Regions from separate parts of the Mus musculus genome. Here region 1 is linked to region 2. A link is a contact called in public Micro-C data. All regions are on one chromosome and are shown on one strand. Each heading gives the region's core, a stretch centred on a gene start, on an enhancer-like site or on the middle of the called end of the contact. The rest is flanking DNA. Distances are from core to core; before and after follow the strand shown. Region 1 overlaps Niban1 (niban apoptosis regulator 1). Region 2 has its middle 26 kb from the start of Niban1.

What was found. Hi-C and Micro-C count contacts between places; a contact is called where the count stands out from the background.
Region 1: a contact with region 2 is called in a Micro-C map of embryonic stem cells, with 1.6 times the contacts expected there. The contact joins two enhancer-like sites. A contact is called at or near these places in 2 of 484 Hi-C or Micro-C datasets (bone marrow-derived macrophages and embryonic stem cells), 3 of 115 datasets of contacts at active chromatin or transcription factors (embryonic stem cells and kidney) and 4 of 9 other capture datasets (adipose tissue, embryonic stem cells, liver and 1 more).

What each region holds. Positions count from the first base shown.
Region 1 is chr1:151,683,412-151,688,271 of GRCm38.p6, forward strand. All of the region lies in intron 5 of Niban1 (niban apoptosis regulator 1), which reads left to right. Among named protein-coding and RNA genes, the nearest start is that of Gm41969, 51 kb to the right of the region's middle. Within about 2 kb of position 1,805, at least 164 of the 459 cell types and tissues checked have an H3K27ac peak or open chromatin away from gene starts, as enhancers often do. A contact at or near this core is called in embryonic stem cells, where this site is marked.
Region 2 is chr1:151,543,565-151,548,139 of GRCm38.p6, forward strand. No RefSeq gene overlaps it. Among named protein-coding and RNA genes, the nearest start is that of Niban1, 26 kb to the right of the region's middle. Within about 2 kb of position 2,192, at least 10 of the 459 cell types and tissues checked have an H3K27ac peak or open chromatin away from gene starts, as enhancers often do. A contact at or near this core is called in embryonic stem cells, where this site is marked.

The DNA of each region.
Region 1 (4,860 bases), core at 555-3,054, 140 kb after region 2:
ATATTTTAGTCTAATGGTTTTCTAAGATGTGTTTCGGGGGTGTCTAGTAATGTTGCAGTTTCTACTCATTACCTCAAGTTAGCCCCTATAATGTAGTAATAGATCTCTATTTAGGCTGGTCATATATAGTTTTTAAAGCAAAATATACTCACTGCCACTTTAGTAGTGTGGACACCAGCCATTATTAAATCTAGTGGGTAAATTTACATTATTTGGCTTTAATTTTAGTAATGTAAGTTCATGGTCTGTTTAGACCTTGACTGGACAGTTCTGAAATAAAGAGTTTAGGCTCAGCAGTACCTGCCATATGACCAAAGTCCTGAATTCCATGATTCTAAACTTTGCAAGGAAACACCCCTTGCAGATAACTTCAAACATTAGTCTGTAAAACACACGCGTTCACGTGCACACACACATGCATATATAAATATAATATCTTTTGAATATAATATTTTTTAATTTAATTTTAGTGTTTTATTTATTCACTTTGCATCCTGCTCACAGCCTACCTCCTGGTCACCCCCTCCCACAATCCTTCCCTCATCTCCCCTCCCCTTCTTCTCTGAGCCTGTGGGAGGACCCCCTAGGTTTTCCCCTACCCCCACCCTGGTACTTCAAGTCTGTGCGAGGCTTCCTCTCCTACTGAGGCCAGACAAGGCAGCCCAGCTAGTAGAATATATCCTACATACAGGCAATGGCTTTTGGGATAGCCCCTGTTCTAGTTGATTAGTTTTTATAAAGTAGTTTTGAAACATTAAACCATAAAGTGTTAGAAAAGGGTCCCGAGGTATCTGGGTCTTGCTTGACCATAATCTACCCCTGAAGCTCTGTCCCTAGTCTTTTGCAATGTGGAGATTTTATGAGATGGTTTCTAATCCACAGTAGTGACTCAATTGACCTCGGTCACCTTCACTGCGCGCCCTGTCTTCCTTATTCTAGATTAAACCCTAGGACGAGCATCCTCAATGGCTTCCCCGGGAGGGCGCTGTGAACTGGAACTGGGGAAGGGTTAGGAGAGTCTGTGGTAAGAAACCGCAGAAGCCCGGGGAGGGGAGGAATGCTGTTATATAACTTGCCCAAATCGCTCTGCAGATCAGCTGACAGGGCTTGGTAGAGGTTATCCATAAAACAGAATTACAAGGCACTTCCAAACCTAGATCTGGCACGGCAGCCAGAGTCACAGTATACACTGACTCCACAGGCCTGGGAGCTTTGGGGCTTTGGTTAGCTCAGGCATGTTATAAATCTGCACAAGTGGAAAAAAACAAAAAACGATGTCTCTCTGGCTGGCCCCCCGAATAACTGTCCCCGAGAGGCCTAGGAAAGCAAAGCTTCCCTTGCAAAAATCCTTAATCATCTCTCTCAAATATGAGTTTTCCACGCAGCTGCAGAGATGAGGACCTGGGAGAGACCAAGGAGAACAGAGCATTCCTAGACATTTCCTGGCCCTGGGGATAGAGTGTTGAATGAATAGCTACAATGTGTCTCCCACATGCCTGCTAAAATGCTTACAGTTTCCCAGGGTTTGTCTGTGCTCTGGACTTGATGAACGTTTTGCCAGCGAATTGGATAGGCACAAAGAAGGCAAATCTAGCAGTTTTCCTGGCTCTTGGGTGAAAGAGGGTATGGGGCAGAATTCCAGTTTTGAAATGGTGTGTCAGGTGGGGCTGGTCTCAGCGAGTTGCCACTTAATAGGGATAAGCTTTAAAAGCTGGCCTGATCTCAAAAGTAGAAGTGCAAGTCAGGGGACGCTTAGGTTGGCAAGCATCTCATATGAGAAGAAGTTTATGGATTTGATTGGATTAAAAGAAATGTGTGAGTCACCCGGATGCTGTGGCCACATTAAAGAAGAAACCAGAAAGGGGCAGAGAGTATCACGTGTTTTGTGGTGGGTGCTAGGACGAAGAGTGTGATACCTTAGAGCCCATCAGGGGGGGAGAAAAGAAGGGTAAAAGTAGAAAGATCCAAAGGTAAACAAGTTGTTTAAAGAGGAGTTGAGGGAAAGTTAGTCCACTCTGTGGGTACCTGGGAATCAGCCCAGCTATGGAAGAGGAGTAATGAGAACTAATTTACTCTCAGAGACAAAGTGGATGGTGTGTGTATGTGTGTGTGTGTGTGTGTAAACATAGTGGCTCAAAAGAAGTGGTAAACATTTAAATTTTCAAATAATTAGAGTAGTTCTGGAATGGAAAAGAACCATTTCATTAAATTCTGAACTTTCTGTCACTAGATCTATTTGAGCCAAGGCTGGCCTTCTGAAGGTTCTCAACACTGAAAACCTCACGGTCAGTGAGCATTGAGATCACTCCTGATTCTCATAGTCTATGGTTTAAATAGCCGTGAATGCCAAGGCCACGCAGGACACACCCCTTGGCTCTGACTCTGGCCAGCTGTGTGACCTTCAGCTAAGACATGAACTCCCCCCCCCCCATTTTCTCCATCTGGCTTTAACAGATGCCTCAGTTGCTCCCCTGCACACCCGGCCCCCTGTGGAGTCTTTAAGTTAGACCATGTGGGAAAAGGAAATTCTGGCCCGCTTGCTACCTGCCCTAAGTCTTCCTGCAGAGGGAAAGCTTTGCGGAAGAGCAGGAAGTTCCCGAAGGCCACCGAACTAAAAACCCTCAGATTGCTTATTGGCAGGAGAGAGGGTAGTTAAGAAGGTACAGTGTGTTCCCCTGAGACCTCCTCACAGGATGCTGATGAAGTAACGGGTAATCTGCTTTCTCTCAAGCACCTGTAATGAGTTCAGCTCTGCCTCTGCAAACAACCGAGGAGGAACAATGGAGGTCGGATTACCTCAGCACAGCACTCCTCTGTCTTTGGCAGACTTCATTCTGTTTGCTTACTGAGCTGGCGATGGTCTTCTGAGTTTTGCTCCTCATCACCAGAGCAGACACTCACAGAGAAACTTACCCTGTGGCACATCTCTTCTCCAAGTTTTTTCTTTGTTTGTTTTTTTTTTTCTCCATAAATCAATTTGTTTAATTAGCTTATAAGCTGAAAAAAAATCTAATAACAGATTGGCAAATTAGATCTGTCTCCCACTATCCAAGAGGGGAATTTAAGATTTCATTTGTCCTAATGGTGAGAGCTCTCTGTCTCCGGATTCCATTGCTGACTGACTGTGACTTCTTCTGTGGGCGCCTAGTTCCTTATCCCTTTCTTCTCTGCCTGAGGCGAGGCTCTTCATTCCTGCACCATCGCATGCTCACTTCCTGACACCCCTTCTTTGACTTTTGTCAAGCTAATATCATTGTCTCCAAATTCTATTTTCTTCCCCCCTCCCACCCCATATCTTTAGTGCTACACTTGTCCATGCACAGGCCAGCTTGTTTGGACATAGACATAGCCGGCTGTGGACAGGATATAAACTCTCTCCTCCAGTTTCTGAGGTCAGCTGAACTGCTCATAAAGCACCAAGGAACTGAAACCCTCGCTCCTTGGCTGGCAGCTCTGGCCATACCCACCCCATCCGCATCCACAGTCACATTTTTTCCCCTCTCTGTTTCCGTAGATTGGAAATGAAAACAGCTGTTAAAAATAAGAGTGCATGAGTCATCTGGAATCTCCACGTGGTAATTACAGTTTCCATCTCGCCCTGTCCAGTCCTTCCCAGTGTGCCGAGCCCCGTATCACAGTCCCACTGTGGGGAGAACACACTGTGGGGAAAGCAAAAATTTTAAGGACCACCTTAATTTTCGTTTTCTAATCCTCTGAGGTTAAACACTGAGTGGGTTGCCAAGCCAAGAAAAATAACACGAAAGAAGATACTTCAATTAGAAAACTCGATTTGTGGGACGGGCCATTTTCCCAGTTTTTTCCATTTTGAGCAAGTCTCTGTGTCGATGTTGATGAGAGGCCAGTTCTTCTGTAATGTGGAAGGTGTCCTAGGATTGCTTCCTGGTACTCTCACTATGGAGAGTGTTTAGCTCTTGTAGACGCTATGCCCGAAACTGAGTTTTCTCTTTTAAGCGCCTGCTGCTTTATAATCTAGAAAACCTCAAAGGAGGTAATCCATAACCTGCTAGCTGATCGTCACCTGCCAAGGCCGACTGATTCTCTTAAGTTACGCCCAGTCAGCCATTTAACGTTGACTGAGTAATTCTGATGGTCTAAAGCTATGATGCCGCCTCTCCCTGCAGTGACCCTGCTGCCTACATTCTAATAGAGCCCCCACACACAGATTATAAATTATCTGTAGATTATAGTTATCTGTAGATTATAGTTTCTAGCAAGAGAGCTGTGTGCCCTATTGCAGTGGAGGCTTGCTGTTTACCCCTTCATTTTCCCTTTCTAGGTATGGATTTCTTGACAATTTGATTAGGTGTGTGTGTGTGTGTGTGTGTGTGTGTGTGTGTGTTTACTGGGCATGAAACTTACCAAACTTAAGACCAATGCATGCTAAGTGCACACTCTACCACAGTGAGCTCTACTCCCGAAAGTGCCTGGTTAGATTTTTTTTAAATTACATTTATTTGCCGATTTATTGGATGTATATGTGTGAATGTGTATGTGCCATGGCATAGGTCAGAGGACAGCGTGCAGGAGTTGGTTCTTTCTTTCAACTGTGCAAGTCCCAGGAATTGAACTCAGGCCGTCAAGGTTACCAGTGAACACCTTTATTAGTGTTCTCCACTGCGGCTCGAGACCCGCTCTGCAAACCTCTGTCTCCAAAAATAACTACCTTACAGTTCATAACAGTGGCAAAATCACAGTTATGAAGTAGCAACAAAAATAAATTTAAGGTTGGGGGGGTCGCACACCATGAGGGACTGCATTAAAGGGTCGCAGCATTAGGAAGGTTGAGAAACACCGCTTTCTAAACCATCTTGCGGGTCCAAGATTATTTTTGAGTTCATT
Region 2 (4,575 bases), core at 942-3,441:
GTTATTATTTTCCGTTTTAACCATTTTAGTAGGTGTGAAGTGGAACTTCACTGTGGCTTTAATTAGTGTTTCCCTAATGACTCAGAATATTTCTTAAGCATTGTTTTCTTAGTTTTAGTTGTGTGCATGTGCCTCTGTGTTGTTGTGTGCACCTGAGTGCTGATGACTTTTCAGAGACATCCCCTGGGGCTGCAGTTACAGGTGGAGGGAGCCACCCATCCACTGTGGGTTCTAGGGATTGAATCAGGGTTCTCTGCAAGGCTAGTATGTGCTCTTAATTGTTGAGAGGTATTTTTGACTTATAAGAGGCATACATACACACACACACACACACACACACACACACACACACACACACACACAAATTCTTGAGCTTTTTTTTATCTTTTCTTTTCCTTTCCTTTTTTTTTTTTTTTTTTTTTGCCAGAATAGCCCTGGCTGGCCTGGAACTTCCTATGTAGACCACACTAACCCTGTAATCATTAAAAAAAGAAAAAAGGAAAAAAAAAAAACCCTACCTGCCTCTGCCTACTAAGACATTGGGATTATAAGTATGTACCACCATGCCTGTCTATGAAAAGGTCAGCTCATGAAACCCTTGCACCTCCGGAAGGGAGAGGCTAATTAACATTTCTCCGACCACAGGGTGGGAACCGACCTGCGGGTGGGGACACATTCCGCAGGACTGACTGCTGCCCACCTTCAGACAAAGGAAGAAAGGAAGTCCTTGTCACCTCATTCCCTAGAGACTGATCAGTTTAAAGGTGCACTGTTCTGTCAATCATATTGTGCCTAGTTGCTGATGCTCTGTTCTGCCCCTGGAAACCATATAAAAACTCGTGGAATGGGTGCTGGGGGTTGCCACCTCTCCTTTGGGTCTGGGACAACCCCAATGCACTGGAACAATAAGTTCCTCTTGCTTTTTGCATCGATCCCAGCTCCACGTGGTTCACTCAGAGGGTCCCCGGTAAGCTAAGGCTCCCCGGAGTGGAGTCTTATGTCCGTCTATCCCTTGATTTCTAAGCAGTGTTTATTTATTTATTTATTTGTTTGTTTGTTTATCTATTTTTAAGAACAGTTTTAGGTTCACAACAAAATGAAGCTAAGGATGCTGGTCACCAGTACAGGCCCCACCTCATAAAAGCTCAGTCCTCACCACTTTTAAAGTCAGACACAAGAGAGACACACCCGATGAGTCTATGCTGCTATCTACAACTGAAAAGCAGAGCTCACTGGGCTTCCGTCTTCCTGTAGCCGGCTATCTGGGCCTAGAGAGAAGCACAATGGCAGTTGTATATCTTTCTTGGGCAGGGTTCCCTAGAGGAATAGAACTGGCAGAATGCTAAATAGATGTCTAGGTATTATGGCTATATAATAGAATGGCAGATGTACAGCTATCATAAAAGGAGATTTACTAGAATAGCTCATAGAACAGATACTCCGTATAACAATGGCGTCCTGTGCATTGGAGAAGCCGAGAACCCACTGACCACACAGTTTAGATGCCTCAGCAGCCCCAAGCTGACACTGAGGGCCTGGAAGATGCTGGAGAGCCATTATTCTTCCTTCCATCTCTGAAGGTGAGAGACTAGACCAACTCCATCTTGGGCTCAGGCTCCATCTTAGAGAAGCTGACCTAAGGTTGAATCACCAGGCCTACACCTAACACTCGTCTCCAGGTTACTCACTAACAAGCACTAACCAGGAGGAAAGCAGAAGTTACAGTTGTACCTAAGGATATTTGCCTGTGATGGTTAAGGTTTTTGCTCCAGCACCAACCAGTCATATTAAAGGGCAGCACATTCCATGATAGTCCCCCCAATCAAATGTGTGCCAAGCTGGATACCCTTGCTTGTTTGCTTGACTCTATAACTGCTTGCTTGAAACTGGGCTTAGGGTTTCACCCTCCCATCCTGATGCGTCAGTGACGAGGGTATGGCCTGAACTCGAGCTTGAGGAAAGACCCTTGTGCGATCGCATTGGAATTGGCTCTGTGGTGGTCTTTGGGGGCTCTCAAAAGGGGCACAACACAGGCAAACGCTGGAGTATGATGTTGGCAGAGCATGGCAGCAGAGCTTCAGGAAGAACGGATGGACTCACCATCAAGAGGCAGAACCAGGCCAGCGAGCAACAGTGCTACACTTTCCTGGGACTTCTTTATATGTGTGCCACCTGACACCCTCTGAAAGTGCCGCCCATTCTATGGGAGTGTCTCCTTGCCTCTGTTGATCCTTCCCGGGAGTGTCTTCACACCCCACCCAAAGGCTTGTCTCTCCTTGGTTTTCAGATGCATCAAGTGGACACTCAGGATTAACTGACACAATTCCTTCATGATAGCAAAGCGCTTTCATGTCCTAGGCATCCTTCGTGCTGTTTATTAATCTGGGTTTCCTCTTGAATTCCTGGAAGCCAGATTCTTACAGTCGCCATGCTTTTGCCTTTCCAGAACCATATAGCAAGTAGCCTTTAGAATGGCTTATTCCAGTGGGTACATCTTTTAAAAATCCCTACTTCTATGTGCACACATGTGAGTATGGGGAAAGCACATGCATGTGTGTAGGTCAGGGGACAACCTCTTGGCTGTCCGCCCTTCCGTCTTCCACCTTCCACCGTCCACCTTGCTTGAGACTAGCTAGGCTTTTGTTCACTTTCTGCTGGATAAGGCAGGCTAGCTGGACCACAGGCTACCAGGAATTCTGTCTCCCTGTCCCATTTCACTGTAAGAGCTCTGGGGTTGTAGATGAGTGCCCTAAATCACACCCAGCTTTACAGGGCTCCTGGGGATTCTGAGCTATGTCTTCATCCTTGTGTGGCAAACACTTTACCAGCAGAGCCACAGAATGCAACTTTTAAAAAAATATTTATTTATTTATTTGTTTGTTTGCTTATTTATTTATTTAATGTGAGTACACTGTCACTGTCTTCAGACACACCAGAAGAGGGCATCTGATCCCATTACAGATGGCTGTGAGCCACCATGTGGGTTCTGGGAATTAAACTCAGGACCTCTGGAAGAGCAGTCAGTGCTCTTAACTGCTGAGCCATCTCTCCAACCCAGCTTTTTTTTTTTTTTTTTAAATCAGGGTTCCAGGGATGAAAACAGTTATAAGGTTTGTACTATGGGCAGTTTTACCTGCTGAGCCCCTGCATCTTCTTTTTTTTTTTTTAGTCTTGAACAATCTTCTATCTGGATATTCTATGGTTTATCTATTGAAGGCAACTTTGGGTTTTTATTCATTTTGGAAATTGCCCAGTGTGGTGTGTGCATGTCTTTAATCCCAGCACTCTGGAAGGCAGAGGCAGTAGGATCTTTGTGAGTTGGAGACGTCTGGTCTACATAGCAAGTTTCAGCTATGGACAGCTAGGACTACATAAAGAGACTCTGTCTCAAAACAAAACAAGAATAAGTTTTTGTAATTGCCTACAAAGCTGTTGTAAATGTTTGTGGGCAGGTTTTTGTGTGAATGTATATTTTCTTTTCTGAAGTAGAAATTTAGGGTTCTTCTTTCTTCCTTCCTTTCTTTCTTTTTTTTAGAAAGTCAGTTGTGTTAAGATTGACTTGTGAAGGAATGTTTTAGTGAAATAGACATAGGTGAACAGATGTTTTGTTAAAGTAAACATGTGAAAGGACACGTGATGAAGGATTTTTTTGTTAATGACATATATGTATTGGTCTGTCTTATATTGTATAGTTGGGTTTTATAAGTCAGGGCTCTATAGAGATAAACGTGTCAAAAAATTTGGTGGTGTGTTTGTGGCTTTTTGTCACTTTGATGGAATTGAATTGACTGACAGAGTGATGTTAGCTGAGACAGACATATGTGTTGAGGCAAGACATGTGTTGAGTCAAGACCTGTGGAGAAGAACATGTGATGTTTGGAGGGATTATAAATAGAACTCTACCGGCAATGGAGGAGACTGAGTTAGGCTTGTTGGTAGGGTAAGTTGTATAATGTTTGTTGGTCTTTTGCTTTGTTAATCTGTACAGTTGAGAACTTTTTCTTGACATTATTGTTGGCCCTGGTCTTTTTTGTTGACCTGAGCCGAGGCTGAGGGCTGGCTGTCTCTGTTAGGTATTGTCACCATTGCTGACTTGTGTTTGTTATCTTGACTTTATTAACAAGGTCAGTTCAGAACCTTTGGAAAATTCCACCAGACCCCTCCCCTCCTAGAAGAGAAAGGTCCAGAGAAGGTTGCACTTAGGCAACCCTCCCCTCCAGAAGGGAGAGGCTAATTACATTCCTCAGACCAAGTTGTTACACTTCGTAGCAAGCATGTTTATTCCTAAACTTTCTCACTGGCCCCATCGATGTATTTTTATTGATGTAGCTTAATAATAATCTTGAAGTTGGATAACATCAGTCCGCAAACATACTCTCAATCAATACTCTGTCAGTTGTTTTGTGTTTTGTACCTCTGCATGCATAAGCTTTAGGACTTGTTTTTTATTGGCCACAAAGCCAACTATTGGAAGTGCATTAAATCTTTAGACTAAGTTAGCAGGTTACCAGCAGAGTGTTTTTCTGTCCGTCATTTTATCCTTGAGCCTTCAGTGTAGTGTTGTTGACTCCTGTC